Linked DNA regions of Mus musculus: all the other regions are linked to region 2. Evidence: chromatin contacts called from public Hi-C and HiCAR-type data. All regions are on one chromosome and are shown on one strand. Each heading gives the region's core, a stretch centred on a gene start, on an enhancer-like site or on the middle of the called end of the contact. The rest is flanking DNA. Distances are from core to core; before and after follow the strand shown.

Region 1 (5,144 bases), core at 106-2,605, 360 kb after region 2:
CAGCTTTGGCCTCCCTCCTCTTAGGCTGCATTTTCCCACGCCCCAGCAGTGTATTGGTGCTTCCCTCTCAGAGCGAAATGCAGAGCCACACCACATCCAGGTCCTAGTCTTGTGTCCTGTGCGTGGACATAATGGGACCAACCAGCTTCCAATGCTGTGGGCAACCACACCATGCCTTTGCTGATGCTCTGAATATGTTTGGCACAGGGAGTGGCATTATTATGAGGTGTGGTCATGTTGGAGTAGGTGTAGCCTTGTTGGAGTAGGTATGTCACCGAGGGGGTGGACTTTAAGACTTTGGAAGCCAGTCTTCTCCTAGCAGCCTTCAGATGAAGACATAGAACTCTCAGCTCCTCCTGCACCATGCCTGCCTGGATGCTGCCATGTTCCCACCTTTATAGTAATGGACTGAACCTCTGAACCTGCGAGCCAGCCCCAAGTAAACCTTGTCCTTCATAGGAGCTGCCTTGATCATGGTGTCTGCTCACAGCAATGCAAACCCTTCCCTGCACGGGGGACTATTCTCTTAGGAACTGTGAGTCAGAGTTCATGCTTCTCCCTCACATTGCTCTGTCAGGGCATCTTATTTCAGCAATGAGAAAGAAACTAAGGCAGCTTCTTGTTTAACTTCTGAGGAAACCCTGCTCATCAGCATATTCCCAACTGCATCCTGTAGACTATCTGGGAATCAGGCTACATCCTCCACAAGACTGTGTTAGGATCTCTCAAGTCTTATCTCTGATTAGAAATCGGTCCCAATTCCATTAGATATACTTTTAAGAAATTAGGATAATCACTCTTAATTACTTCACCTACTATAACTTACTATAATTAAAGCTTTTCTTTTATTAAACTAGTTAAACTCTCGACTGTAACAATGAATAATCCCCACCCACTACAGCAGTTCACTATGCTTTCTCACTGCAATCTTACAGACCCAGGCTGTCTAAATGGGGCTCTCTTTTTAAGAGATTTGAAAAAGAATTCTATTACATAAGAAAGCTGCCGCTAGATTTCAGGAAAGCCTTGCACAAGGGCACCATTATTCTTTGAAACTGAAAACAACTCACTGAGCTTGGTAGTTCTGAGTGACACTTGGTTTTGGAACATTCTCGGTGGCTTTTCAGTGACCTCCACACTTTGCCCTTTGTTCTTCATCCCCTATTGTGTCTTGCAATAAATACTCAATTATGTCACCATGAAATTTATTCCTATGCAGCGGACATTCCTCAATAACTTCTTTTAATCTTTCTTTAGTGTCACCCAGAGAACAGGCAATGAGAAAGTGTGAAGGAATGAGGGGTGGGGTGAGGAGAGGCGGCACCTCGTTGTCAGTGCAAATGGAGCCAGCCTGGCAGAGGCCTCAGAGCAGGGCCAGGTGCATGGCCTCCCCCCATTCCAAAGACAGCCCAACAAGCACTGTGTTGAGGGAGAGCCCCACCAGAGTCAGCTAGGGCACGGGCAGAGGAGGCCATTAGCTAGGGACTTTCTGAGTTGCCATCTATAGATGGTCTGGTGACAGGTTCCCTTTAGTCTCGAAGCTAATTCCTGGCACTGGGGAACTGTGTCTGAGTTTCCTAGGGAGAGTTCTGTTTCTTGTGATACAAGATATGGGATCCAAGCCCTGCGCTTTTTGAGTCAGGATCTCCTCCTGCTGCCCAGGCAGGCACTGAGGCTGCGCTTCACCTCCTGCGTAGGTTTTAAGTAGGGGATGACAGGCATGGGCAAGGTATGCATTCTGCAGGGGACAGCAAGACCCCAAACATGACAAGGTCCCATGACACAAGCCCAAGAGAGGCCTTACAGAACCTGTGACTTCTCCAGGGGATGGCAATCTGCTCTAGCCCCAGGAGCCTCCTCTCTCACATCAACTCCATCTTGCTCTGTTTGTACCACTTGGGACCATGTCTGCCAAATGCCAGTCAGCGTCCAAAGACACACTCTACTGCTCTGTCTACACAACACTCTACTGCTCTGTCTACACAACACTCTACTGCTCTGTCTACACAGCACTCTACTGCTCTGTCTACACAGCACTCTACTGCTCTGTCTACACAGCACTCTACTGCTCTGTCTACACAACACTCTACTGCTCTGTCTACACAGTGCACGGATGCCTTACTTGCTGCTGTATTTTAAAACGGATTTCTTTTACTTCATTCCTTCTTTAGCAAGCTCCTGGACCTGCCTATTTCAGCTCCCCCCAACAAGGCTGGGTTATAGGTGTGCAGTCAGTGTTTAGCTTTGATGTAGTGCTGGGAATTCAAACTCTGAACGTGATGTTACCCACCAGACAGTCTCCCCAGCCCCTCTGCAGTCCTTAATTCTTCTTAGCCAGTTATCAGAGTAATATATCACACATCTCCAAAGTTCAGACCTCAAGTTTCATCTCTAGTTTCTTGAATTGTCTCACTGCCTGTGGTCAGCAAGCCCGGGAACACATTCCTCTCTGGAGGGTGCTGGTGACTTATCCGGTGGTCTCAGTAACACACAGTTGTAATGGGGGTGGTGAATCTGGTGCCTTGGCTGTACTCTTGAATAACATGACAGCATCCAAGCACCCACGCTTTAGCTCAGTGAAGATGAACATGACCTTTCTGGTGATGAATGAGGCACGTCAACGGGACACACAACTTCCAGGGAGGGATTCTTGTTTTGATTTTCTAAGTAGGAATCATGTTGTCTGTCCATAAGTTGGTGGAAGGAAACATATTCATCCCAGATGCAGACACACCCTTGACAAACCAGAGGGAAGACCCCACTCAAGGTGGCTTGGTGAGCCAGGGAGTTTCCTGGGGTGACTTAGGGGAACACAAGCACCTGGGAGGGAAGCAGCTGCATTGCTGAAGAGCCTCATCCCACCCTTCTACCGCGCATGTGCTGGGGTAAGAAGGTACGGCAACTGAAGTCTCAGATCAGCGTCCCATGAGTGTTTGTCATGAGGGAGTGCTCGTGAGTTCAACCAGGCAAGCTCTCCTGCATGTCATGGCTGCTGACCTAAGGTTTCTGACTGGAGGAATCAGTTGCACTGATGTTTCACCCCCCCAAAAAAACTGTTTGCAGATGTGCTAGCTGCTACTTCTATCAACATGGTACTAAAGTCTGAATCCACCACCTTCAGCAGTTTGTAACAGGGAAATAATTAAGTATATGGACACCATTGAGACTGTTTCCTGGAGGGAGAGACTCACTAGTGGGAAGTAGGAAGGGTATGTTGACTTACAGTGTCCCCTCTCAGCAATCCTGCCTTGGAGCAACACCCCCGTCCCACCCTGTAGACACGCGCCCCAGAGACATGGGTAAACAGAAGGTCTCTTCAGCAGGCTAGGTCACAAGAGGAGAGGATGGGTTACAGTAGCAGTCCTTGCCTTCTGTAACCTGACACCCCTCTGGGAGATGATCCAACCTGTTTCCCAAAGCCTGATGTCACAGGTGTGAGGAGCCAATGGAGGCTGTGAGCCCTAGGGCCACACCCTCTGATGAGGCCTGAAGGCCAGCCCTGTGAACAGTCCCAATCAATTCATCTGCTATAAAGATGGGAGCAGAAAGAATGCTGAAGTGTCAGATTGTATGTAAGATGTCCTTGTAGGCTAGTGTGTCTGAGATGTCCCCCTGGGCTAGTGTGTAAAATGTCCCCATAGGGTAGTGTGTCTAAAATGTCCCTGCAGGCTAGTGTGTCTGAGATGTCCCCCTGGGCTGGTGTGTAAAATGTCCCCATAGGCTAGTGTGTCTAAGATGTCCCTGCAGGCTAGTGTGTCTGAGATGTCCCTGTGGGCTAGTGTGTAAAATATCCCCATAGACTAGTATGTCTGAGATGTCCCTGTGGGCTAGTGTGTAAAATATCCCCATAGACTAGTGTGTCTGAGATGCCTCTGTGGGCTAGTATATAAAATGTTCCCATAAGCTAGTGTGTAAAACGTCCCTGGGGGCTAGTGTGTAAAATGTCCCAATGGGCTAGTGTGTAATACGTTCCCATGGGCTAGTATGTAGGATGTCCTTGAGGGCTAGTGTGTTTGAGTTCTTGTCCTTAGCTGGGATGGTGCTTTGGGAAGTTATAGAAACTTGAGAGGCGGGTCATTATAGCCTGGCCTACTTCCTAGTCCACTGAGGTATGAACTAACACCCACTGCCCACTCCCCAGCCAAGGTCTGCCCACCACCATGCTGTCAAGGGTCCCTCTCAAACCATGAGATAAAGGAGGTTTGTCCTCTCACAAGCCATTGCTTGTCAGGTTTTGGCCACAGTCATGAGAAAGACAATACAAGTGAACAACGGCAAACATTCCTAAGAGTTGTGGCCCCACATCCCACTAAGCCCAACTCCTGGAAGCAGGGTCTTCATCTACTGTGCGTACAGTTCCCAAAAAGCTGGAGAGGGCTGCTCCCCAGTGCAGCTTCAACTGGACAGTCACAGCCTCACTGCTGACCAAAGGCAGCATGCTAGCTGGAGAACTCTCAGAACTCAGCTGACCCACGGCGGCCCTCGGACCACAAGCTCAGCTGACCCACGGCGGCCCAGGGACCACAGGCTCAGCTGACCCACGGTGGCCAACTGACCACAGGCTCAATTCACCCACAGTGGCCCATAGGCTTAAAAGGAGCCAAGACCCACAGAGATAGAGAGCTGCAAGGGGCAAGCAATCCTGCTTCAGTCATCTGTGTTAAACCTGGAAGCTCCGGCCTGGCCTCATGTGGGTCCCTCCTATGTCACCCGGGTGTGCTTCAAGGTGAGACAGTATGAGCTAGGCAAGCAGGTTTGCTTTTCCCACAGGGCAACGAGGCTGAGGAGGAAAAGGGGCTTGTGCGTCAGGTGGCAGTTGGTCCATGGAACAGAATTTAGGGATTTAGACCTCTGCCGAGTACTTATCAAGTGGCTGGCCGCCTCTAAATGCTTCCCCTCCTGTCATCTCCAGATATAGGCAGAGTGTTCAACATTTGCAAGATGATCCAACCCACAGACGGGCTCCTAGGCTGCAGCACAGGCCCTGCAGTGCAGGAGCATGCTCCCTGGGCACACAGAAAGACCCTGGGTGTGGGTGAATCTTTACCTTCAAATGCTCGTGCAGCATCCACGAGGTGGGACCAGTCTAACCCTGCAGCTGTGTCTGGCAGCGGCATCAGGCCAGGATCTGCACACTTGGACTT
Region 2 (4,758 bases), core at 1,963-4,462:
AGAACAATGAAGACTGGAATTTCCCCCCCCAAAACTATTTCTAAACAGGTCCATTTCCCCAGTTTCCTGATACCTCTCTTTCCTACTACCTTTGGTGTGTGGTGGGCTAGAGGGGAGGTTGAACCCTTATAAAGTATGCTGAGAAAAATTTATGCCCACAATCCTCTTCTGCTTATTCCTTTGGACATTGCGATAAGTTTGTTTGGTGTTTGTTCCTTTCTAGGTTGGCAGCCAGTAAGCCTCAGTTATCCCCGTGCCTCTGTGTCCCTCTGTTCTGGGGCTTTACAAGCATGTGTGACCATGCTGCTGCTGCACGTATGCTGGGGATTTGAATTCAGGTTCTATTTTGTGCACAGCAAGTGCTCTTCACTGCTGAACCATTTCACCCCCGTATTGTGTCACTATTTTGACATTGTGACAAGATGTTGTCATCTACAAAGGCTGGAGAGCCACATGACTGTGTTTTGTTGTTGTTTTAATCTCAGAATCTCTTATGTTGACCACATTCATAGCCATTCCAGGTGATACTTGAAGCCATTTCAATGGGAAAATGGACACCTTCTGCCTTTTAAAGCTAATATTTATATATTCTGGATGCTATGGTTTGGGATAACATAAGCACATTATTTTATGTATGTATTGCATGTGAATGCTTAAGACCTCTAAGATTATCGAGGACACAGGGTTCTGAGAAGTACAATGGCCTTAGCTGTCCTCTGGCTCTGTTGCTGTGGGTTGATGTTGAGGTTTCAGACTTCTAGACTTTGTTTCCTTTTTTAGTGAGCAAAGGGTCTTTCCCCTGACAGTCCTTCAGTTCCTGGCATATGTTTTATGTACATTGTATGTTTAAGGTCAATCAAAGTGGCAACAGTTTCTAAAGGAGCCTTGTAAGTGTTTCAGAAGAGAAAAAAACACATTGTCATGATTTTAACACTGGAGTACCTGGACTGTGGGGCACAGTGTAGGGCACAGAGCATCCCAAGCCTGGGACAGTGGAACACAGTAGAGGACACAGAGCACCCCAAGCCAGCTCTACAGCTACCAGCTCTCAAGCACCCTTGTCCCATCTCCCACCGGCGTCTATCGCCACCATCTATCAGGAACCATCAAAGTTCCCGAATCACGGGGAATGCCTTTCTTATCAGAGAGCACAGAGGGCATGCTGGGAACAAATGTTATTCAATCAGCATCCAAGTCCTTGGGTGCCCAGTTTTGCAGCCCAAGGTCCTGCTGGGCTGGAGGGTGAGCTGGACCTGGCACTGTGCCTCTAAAGGTGTATAAACTGATGATTGTTCCACAGTACGGTCAAGGGACAGGTTTTTATTGTAGGTATGAGGGAGAGAACAGCCAGAGGCATCAGGAAGGGTCCTGAGCACAGAGAAAAAAAATAGATTGAATGTGGCCAGCAGAGAGATGGGGAAGAAGGACACATGTGTGCATGTGCACACATATACCATACACATATATGCATACATATATACACATGCACACACACACATACATGCACCACATGCACACACCATGCATATACACATACATACACACATGCATACACACATACATATATACACATGCACACATATATACACACCTCGCACATATACACACCACACACATACACACATACATATATACACATGCACACATATATACACACCTCGCACATATACACACCACACACATACACACACTACACATACACATATATATACACACATACATACACACATAGAGAGATAGATATAGATAGATAGATAAATGATAGATAGAAAGACTAAGAGATTGTGGGCAAAAGAGAGCATATCCATAATAGCAGGGTTATGAGAAGAATGAGTAGCAGAGGGGAGGGAAACCCTTGAGCTGGAGAAGTTGAGTGTGTGTGTGTGTGTGTGTGTGTGTGTGTGTGTGTGTGTGTAGGGGGCTAAGAAGAGATGGGTACTAGTGATCCTGAGGGAGCCTGAGGTCAGCATGGGTTTTGGAATGCTTATAGCCACCTCACATAGCCATGTGTTCCTTCTGCCACTGAAAAGGGAAATGGCCCCTTTGGCAGAGGGACTGTAGGAGCTCATGGGGGATGCTGGCTTTTGTTTAACCACCAGAATGCAGGGAAATGGTGTTTCCTTTGCATGTGAGAGAGCAGCCAGCAGCAACAGTTCTGTGAAGAATTCTTTAGTTAGTGGTATTATCTCAGTGTTGCAGCAAATCACTGGCACAGGAGGTAATGGGGTAGGCTGATCACACAAACCAAGGGCTTCGAGTGCAGCTTGCACTGGCCTTGTGGAGATCCCAGAACCGGCAGAGCTTTGGGCTTCTTGCTTGATTTTGTCTGGACCTTGTGTAGCCGCCATCTCTGTGCAATGGCATCTGTGTAAGGCCCTCTCCTAGGATACTGTGTTTGGTTTCTCCATGTGACTGACAAGCAGGCATCCACTGGCAGAACATTCTTGCATGTACAACTTCATACCTACAGAGGGCGCCCTGACCCCAAAGAAGACCTTTTTTGGGCTTTTACGCTACAGGATGGGAAGTGAGTATGTTTTGAAGGTACTTAATAAAACCATTACTAAACGCTCGCAGACCAACCCTGGGACTGGGGCACGCTGCCTTTGCCTTCCTGCAGAACCCTGCAGGCTCTGGGTAAAGTTTTGGAACTGTTGCTTGTGAACTGTTACCACTTCTGTGACACTGGCCGCAGGACAGCCTACTTGGCCCACGCTCAGGGTGTTCCTTCCGCATTGTCAAAGGCCTCTCAGAGCAGAAAAGGCCAGCTTGCTTCCTGGAACCCCACAGGAGCCACAGTCAAAGGGCTTCTTGTTTCAGCTGCAGAAAACCCACAGGAAATGCTGGCTTCAGAGCAGCTATGAGTTCCCATTGTCCCCTCAGACCTAGCCATGTTCCCCCCCCCCCCCCACTCCCCTCTGAATGAGGTAGCAACTAGCATACAAACAAACTGAACAGTAGCGTTTCCGGCAGCCAGGGGACTTTCCGTCCAAGTTCTCCCAGCAATGAAAGGGAAGAGTCCCAGCTAGCTTCCTTGTGCTTTCAGGGATGATCGTGCCATTTGTACAAAGCTGGCCTCATAGTAGGCACTTTATCAAGACTATTGAGGAGAGGTGACTCGATTCCAAGTCTCCGACAGCCCCTGTCACTCACTCACTAGCTGTGTGGGCAGGGACGAGCTGTTTGATTCTAATCTCTGCCTGTGTGCTGAGCACCGCATGCTTGCTTCCTGAAACTGTCACGGGGATGACAGTAGACAATATAAGACAACGTCACACAGTCAAGGCAGGCCGCAGTCTGGGACTATGCCAATGAGGTCCCATGGGATGGGGCATGTGGCCTCAGCAACTTATATTCTAATTTCTCAGCTCACGGATGCCCTCTCCTGAGGGGCAGCTTTTGGGGTTTGGCTGATGGTCTCTATGTGGCAGCAGGGGTGTATCATCAACATTGCTAGCTTAGCTGGCATAGCATCCTGGAGGGTGTGTCTGGTGACCTCACTGTGCCCCAGGATGGGTCATTGCATTTATGCCTCTGCCATCTTACTGCTGACCTTGGCACGTCTGTGGTGACGCTACAGGAACCAAACAGAAAAATATCTGTGGCGCGTTCATCTCTCTCTCAGCTTCCTGACTGTGGATGCCATGAGACCAGATGCCCAAGCTCCTGTCACCATTCCTTGCCTGCTTTGATGTGCTGTGCCTGTCCTGGTTGACTGTAACTGTCATCTGAGAAGGAAGTCTCAAGTGAGGGATTGCCTAACTCAGATTGGCCTGTGGTGTGCCTGTGAAGGATCAACATGTTCGTTAATTGATGTAGGCAGTCTCAGCCCACTTTGGGTGGCACCATTCCTTAGACAGATTGTCTGGATTGTATAAGAAAGTTAGTTAAGCATGAGCCTGTGAGCCAGCCAGCAAGCAGTCACCTTCTGCCATGATTTCTGCATCAAGTTTTTGTTTGAGTTTCTGCCCTGACTTCCCTCAGTGATAATCTGAGGAAGAAACCCTTTCTTCCCCTCATTTGCGTTTAGCTAGGGTATTGTTTTTTGTTTATTTTATTTTATTTTTTTAGATTTATATATTTATTATGTATACAGCATTCTGCCTGCAAGTATGCCTGCAGGCCAGAAGAGGGCACCAGATCTCATTATAGATGACTGTAAGACACCATGAAGCTGCTGGGAATTGAACTCAGGACCTCTGGAAGAGCAGCCAGAGCTCTTAACTGCTGAACCATCCCCCTCTCCTTTCCATCGCCTTCTTCTCCCCCTTCCTTTCACCTTCTGCCCTCCTCCATCTCCTAAAGATAGTTCCAGGAGTTAGAACAATGGTTTCCCATAGATGCTTGTGTCCGAAGCATCTGTGCATAGCTTTCCCCAGTGTGGCTTGGAGGAGCTTGAAGGGTAGATGTGGTGAAGTCTAAAACTATCAATTTTTGGATATGTCTCAAATCACCTGGGTTGACTGAAGGAATTGTGGGTGTTTCTAATGGAAAGAAGAAGGCAAGAGTGAAGGTCAGGAGTTTGAGGATGCTAAACTGTGGGTTTGGGGGATGAAGGGAGCTCACCGGAGAGGTTCCAGAGGCGAGTTGATGATCTTCGGTGGTTTCCAGGGGGAGACTTGCGCTCTCAAACCCTGGGCCAGAATACACTTGCCTCCTCTTAGGTTGTTTCTTGTCAGGTTTTTGGTCACAGCCATGGGAAAAGCTGCTTAATAATGTCACTTAAGGTCACACAGAGCCATCTCCCTCCAGGCTTTC
Region 3 (5,050 bases), core at 1,547-4,046, 270 kb after region 2:
GCTAAGGGCATAGCAGGGAAGGAGGCTGGGCTGCCCCCAGGGGGAGGAGGGGGCAAAAGTGTGAGCTTTGAGGGGGGCACCTGACTGTTTCTGTGCTGGCCTAGCACCTCAAGATTTTTCTTGGTTCGTTAGATGCCTGGCAGGCTGAGGAGGCAGGTCCGTGGGCCCAGTGCCTATTGTGCACAAAGGCCTGACTGCTGTCTTCAGCATGGTACTGATGAGGTGTGGTGCTGCGGGCCTGTAATCTCTGTACTTGGAAGGTGGAGGTCAAAGGGTCAGAAGTTCAAGGTCACCCTCAGGCTACATCGGGAGACTGAGGCTGAGACTTAAAACAAAACGGGAGTGAGCTGCCCAGAGGCTGCACTGCTTTTTGTTTGTTTTTTTCTTTCTAGGATAATCCTTGAGTTGTATACTTGTCTGAGGTTTTGCTCCAGAGAATCAGCCTGAGATGCCACACTCCCCGCCTGGATAGGAGGAGGGCTGCCCCTCTGTTTGCTTAGCCCACAAGGCAGGAGGGAAGATGGAATGAGGAGCCTGCTCCATTTGGATACATCTCCCCCGATGTTTGAAAGCATCTCCAAACCCTCTTCTGTGGATGATTCTCAAGGACCCTCGCAGGGAGAGAGGAGTCCTTAGCTGTAATAGGAGTGGGCGCCCGTCCAGGTTCATAACCGTTCTGCCTCCCACACTGGATGCTGAATCCAGGCAGGGGTGCGGCTCTGATTTCTTACGGTTAAGATCCTGGGAGCAAAACCAAACCAAAGAGGGTGAGGACAGAAAGCATTAATTCCACACTGTGCCAACAGTTACAGCTTCAGGGCCCTGTGGCTCATGCTTTTAACACCAACACCTGGAAGGCTGAAGCAGGAGGACTTGGAGTTAAGTCTGCCGGTGCTACATGGTAAGACCAGCCAGGCCTATACAATGACACTGTCTCAAAACAAACAAACAAGTGTGTTTGGCCCACATTCAGAAGAGAGCCGCTGGTAGTCGCTGGGCACAGGGGCACGGAGCACTGAGGTCTTCTTCGAGGATCTCCGCCGTATTTCATTTCGGCTAATTCTAATTCTGTAATGAATAATTGATGATTCAATTTCATCTTAAGTAGCCACACGCGGCGTGGCTGCGTGCGAGGCAGCAAAAGCTGTGTGCTTTTAGAGGCGATTTGTTACGGAGAGGAAGGACAAAGGAAGAGCGTCGTGTGAGCACAATGCCACATCGGGCATCTTTCCTTCGCAGTCTTGATGAAATTTCGGAAGAGCAAGGAGCCGGCGAGAGTCGCTTGTAGCTGTGGATGGGGAGGGAGACCTACTGGACTCCTGCATGTCCCTCATCCCACGGGGACTCTAACTTTATAACAGCTGTATTTTATTTTAATCGATTTACAGCACAGAAAAGGGCAATCTTTTGTTTTTGTTTTTGTTTTTTAACTCTTTCCTCTCATTCTCTGTGTGTCTGTGTGTGTCCTAGGTCGCTGTGTGTTAACTATCAGGTTAAGTCTTTGGGATGTGTTAATGCAACAGACCCCACCCCCACCCCCATCCCCACCCCCAGCTTCCACCAACCCAGAAGCTCCAAATGCCAGCAGGCAGCACCTAAGCACACGGAGCCAAGTGAGTTTTCCCTCATTTGCTATAACCAAGCTACCCAGTATTTCCACTAATGTGTTTTTAAAACTGCCTTGCCTCACAACTTCCCTTTGCTCTGTAGCTCCCTAACACTCTTTCCACACTGGAATGTGCTCTCCGAGGTGACCAGAATCTCATTCCCAGACTATGTTCATTGTGACAGCTAATCGGGTTCCTGCCTTGGGTCCCTTTGATGGTGGATGTGGTGGTTTGAATGGGTTTGGCCTATTCATGTGTGTTGAATCCTTGGCCTTACAGAGTAGCACTATTAGGAGGTGTGGCCTTGTCAGAGGAAGTGTGCCACTGTGGGGGTGAGTTTTGAGGTCTTTATGCTCAGGCTCCACCCAGTGAGAAGAGAAACTCCTAACTGCCTTCAAATGAGGACGTAGAACTCTTGGCTCCTCCTGCACCATGTCTGCCTGGATGCTGCCTTGGTTCCCATCATGATGATAATGGACTGAACCTCTGAACCTGTAGGCCAGCCCCAGTTAAATGTTGTCCTTTATAAGAGTTGCCTTGGTCGTAGTGTTTCTTCACAGCAATGAAACCCTAACTATAACAGTGGACTCTATTATCTGTAAACCAAACAAACCTTTACCTTCCCTGTTACTTTTGGTTATGGTGTTTACCACAGCAACAGAAAGCCAAAAAGGACAGTCATACCTATTTGGCTTGAGATTAATCTATCTCTTACTCTTCCTGAAGAGAGAGCTATATTTTGGGTCAGGAGCTATGTATCGAGATAAAACAAAGTGAACAAAGAGACAGTCTCATAATTCAAACTTGCAACATTATTCTTGTGCATAACAAAGAGAAACAGAACAGACACTCTGAACTAGCGAGCAAGCACTGCAGAAATTAGGAACTGACAGATAAGCCTGCTCCAACCAGGGCCCTTTGATGTGGGCATCTGCGCGCTATCTGGGCCTCTGAACATATCAATAAACTTTGATGTGAGGAGAACCGGGTGGTAGGAAGTGTGCGCTGTTACGTTTGTGTTTGTTTAGCTGCAGTACACAAACGCCCCCGGGGCTCCCGGGTACATTCTGGGGCTGTGGCTTCTGGCATTTCAGAATTCCTTCAGCTACTCATCTTCCATCCTGGGAGTCTTTCCTGGAGCCTTTGGAAATCAGATTGCTGCCTGCAAAGTACGTCTACAGAACGGAGTGCAGCTAGGATCTCGCAAAAAGTGATAGGCAGCGAGGAAGAGCTGAGTCACCCGAGATGGACAGTGTAGGCGTTGCTTCTTCCATTATATCTAAATTACCTTCTCCTTTACGTTCGGTTTATTTATGGGTGTGCACACAGGCAAAGAATGGCTATTAGGGCTGTAAACTGAGACAAATACAGAGATTGATAGCCTTAAAAATAGTCCACGAGGGAATTCAGGGTCTTGTTTAACCATCTCTGAAATGTGTCTCCTCCAGCATTCGCGGGTGTTATAAAATTTATAAGCCTGGGATCACACTGCCCATGTGGTTCACAAAGGCAGGACTGGAAGTTCATCTCAGAATTCCACATCTGAAGGGAGCCTCTCGGTGACATTCTGAGTGGGTGTCACCTTAGCACACTGTCCGTGTCTGAAGGTCATGGAAGCCAGACTCAGAGCTGGAATTCAAACGGTACCACCATCAAGAAGTAAGGTCTGGGAGGAAAGAGGAGTCTGCTCACTGGCCAGAGGAGGGCAGGGCAGGACCACTGCCCCCTGAGGCAGAGGTGGAGCCTCTTCCCGCATTCAGGCAGGTTCCGCAGGTTGGCAGGAGCTTCTTGTTAAACTTCAAGGAACTTTGCAATTCTGTTTTTATACATAACCGCTATGAATCCAGCTGAGTGCACACCTGTGACTCTGGCACTCAGGTTTTCAAGGTCAGCCTTGGCTGCCTAGCAAGTCAAAAGCCAGCCTGGGCTACATGCAAGCCTGTCTCAAAAACAAAATCAACAACTCAATTGCAAAGTTGCATCGCACAGAAATATTTTTTTAAGAACTGAGTTAATTCTTGCTGAATATCCTGGTTGTGGGATGGTCACCAAGTAGGGCCTGGCTGGTAAAAGCAGGTCACTGAGGGCAGGCCTTAGAAAGTTCTCCCCAGCCTCTAATCCCAGACCACTGCGCCCAGTCCACCACGATGTGAGAAATTCATAGGCTCCCTCTACCATGCCCTCCCACCATCGTTGACTGAGACCATGTGCTAAAACAACCCTCTCTTAAGTTGTTCTTGTCAAGTATTCCTGTCATGGTGACACAAAGGTAAGAAAAATGGGGTCAGGCAACCTTATCAACTTGAGTATTCTCCTGCAGTGGTTTGTTGAGCATGACCTTAAAAAGCCCTGTGTAGCCTTCATGTATGTTTTCCTGTGTGTATTTCATGTGTGTTTTCCTGTGTTGCCTTCATGTATGTTTTCCTATGTGGTCTTCATGTATGTTTTCCTGTGTGGTCTTCATGTATGTTTTCCTGTGTGGTCTTCATGTGTGTTTTCCTGTGTGGCCTTCATGTGTGTTTTCCTGTGTAGACTTCATGCCCCTTTTCCTGTTTTTTTGTCCTTTGGGTTTGGGTGGAAGGGTCAGAAGTCCAGGAGGGCTGAACAGTTTGCGTGGAACTCTTCATGATGGATAGAACACTCCTTCCCATGACACCCCTCTTACATTTAGATTGGAGTCAGATTCTTACGTGTGTCCAAGATCCATCTATAGTAGAAGTTAACAGGTAAATAAGCAATTTCTTCCTTTATTTTCTGCCCTTCTATGATACTCAAAGGTAGAAATCAGAGCATTACAGACTCCACTGTGAGCAGGAGCTGGCAGAGGGTATGAGAGAGTGTTCTGTGTAACAGGCCCTGTCTTCCTTAGCTGGGGTCATCTAATTAGGCGGCTGCTGGCATTCATTTTCCCAGCTGCCTGTGGTGGGCATCATGAAACTGAAGCATGGAGCTATGGAACTCACTGCAGCAAATTTCCAACCAGTCTTAAGAATGAAACAGTCTTGCCACCCACAGGGCTCTATCTCCCATGGACATGAGTGGCTAGGTTAAAGTATGAAATATAACTGTCTTGTTTTCTGTTCTCTGATGACATAGGCCTGGCTGACCTACAGAACCCTTAGCCAGCACTAATCCAAATTAGACCTAAATTAGACGAGCGGTTCCCTTTCTGTTGGTCTGATGACCTGGGGTGCCCACTTTCCCTGCAGGCTTAATAACAAATATGAAATATCTAAATGGCCGCGGTCACATCAATTAAAGTGAAGATGGCTTGCCCATTTTGACCCAGAGTCTTTTTATGTTTGATATACTTTCTTAATTAAAAAGTACACCATGATCAGAATTGCAGCATTAGGAGGTTTTGTGTGTATGTGTGTGTGTGTGTGTGCGTGTGCGCCAAATAAAAAGGAGAGAAAGGGATGCTGGGGGGGACAGCTCTTTGT

The links. Hi-C and Micro-C count contacts between places; a contact is called where the count stands out from the background. HiCAR-type assays count read pairs that join an accessible place to other places.
Region 1: a HiCAR-type map of astrocytes shows a contact between it and region 2, with 2.3 times the contacts expected there. The contact joins two enhancer-like sites. A contact is called at or near these places in 2 of 39 promoter capture datasets (the 3T3-L1 cell line and maxillary cranial neural crest), 5 of 484 Hi-C or Micro-C datasets (the HL-1 cell line, bone marrow-derived macrophages, cerebellum and 2 more) and 3 of 115 datasets of contacts at active chromatin or transcription factors (astrocytes, bone marrow-derived macrophages and oligodendrocyte precursor cells).
Region 3: a Hi-C map of the N1E-115 cell line shows a contact between it and region 2, with 15 times the contacts expected there. The contact joins two enhancer-like sites. A contact is called at or near these places in 6 of 484 Hi-C or Micro-C datasets (B cells, CD4 T cells, the HL-1 cell line and 3 more) and 2 of 115 datasets of contacts at active chromatin or transcription factors (memory CD8 T cells and microglia).

What each region holds. Positions count from the first base shown.
Region 1 is chr8:125,428,131-125,433,274 of GRCm38.p6, forward strand. Sipa1l2 (signal-induced proliferation-associated 1 like 2) reads right to left here. Exons shown (of 22, transcript NM_001357372.1): 19 at 5,048-5,144. Among named protein-coding and RNA genes, the nearest start is that of Gm30713, 45 kb to the left of the region's middle. Within about 2 kb of position 1,356, at least 29 of the 459 cell types and tissues checked have an H3K27ac peak or open chromatin away from gene starts, as enhancers often do. A contact at or near this core is called in astrocytes and oligodendrocyte precursor cells, where this site is marked.
Region 2 is chr8:125,064,584-125,069,341 of GRCm38.p6, forward strand. The region is part of intron 1 of Disc1 (disrupted in schizophrenia 1); the gene reads left to right. Among named protein-coding and RNA genes, the nearest start is that of Disc1, 13 kb to the left of the region's middle. Within about 2 kb of position 3,213, at least 212 of the 459 cell types and tissues checked have an H3K27ac peak or open chromatin away from gene starts, as enhancers often do. A contact at or near this core is called in the N1E-115 cell line, astrocytes, memory CD8 T cells and 1 more, where this site is marked.
Region 3 is chr8:125,335,100-125,340,149 of GRCm38.p6, forward strand. No RefSeq gene overlaps it. Among named protein-coding and RNA genes, the nearest start is that of Gm30713, 48 kb to the right of the region's middle. Within about 2 kb of position 2,797, at least 58 of the 459 cell types and tissues checked have an H3K27ac peak or open chromatin away from gene starts, as enhancers often do. A contact at or near this core is called in the N1E-115 cell line and memory CD8 T cells, where this site is marked.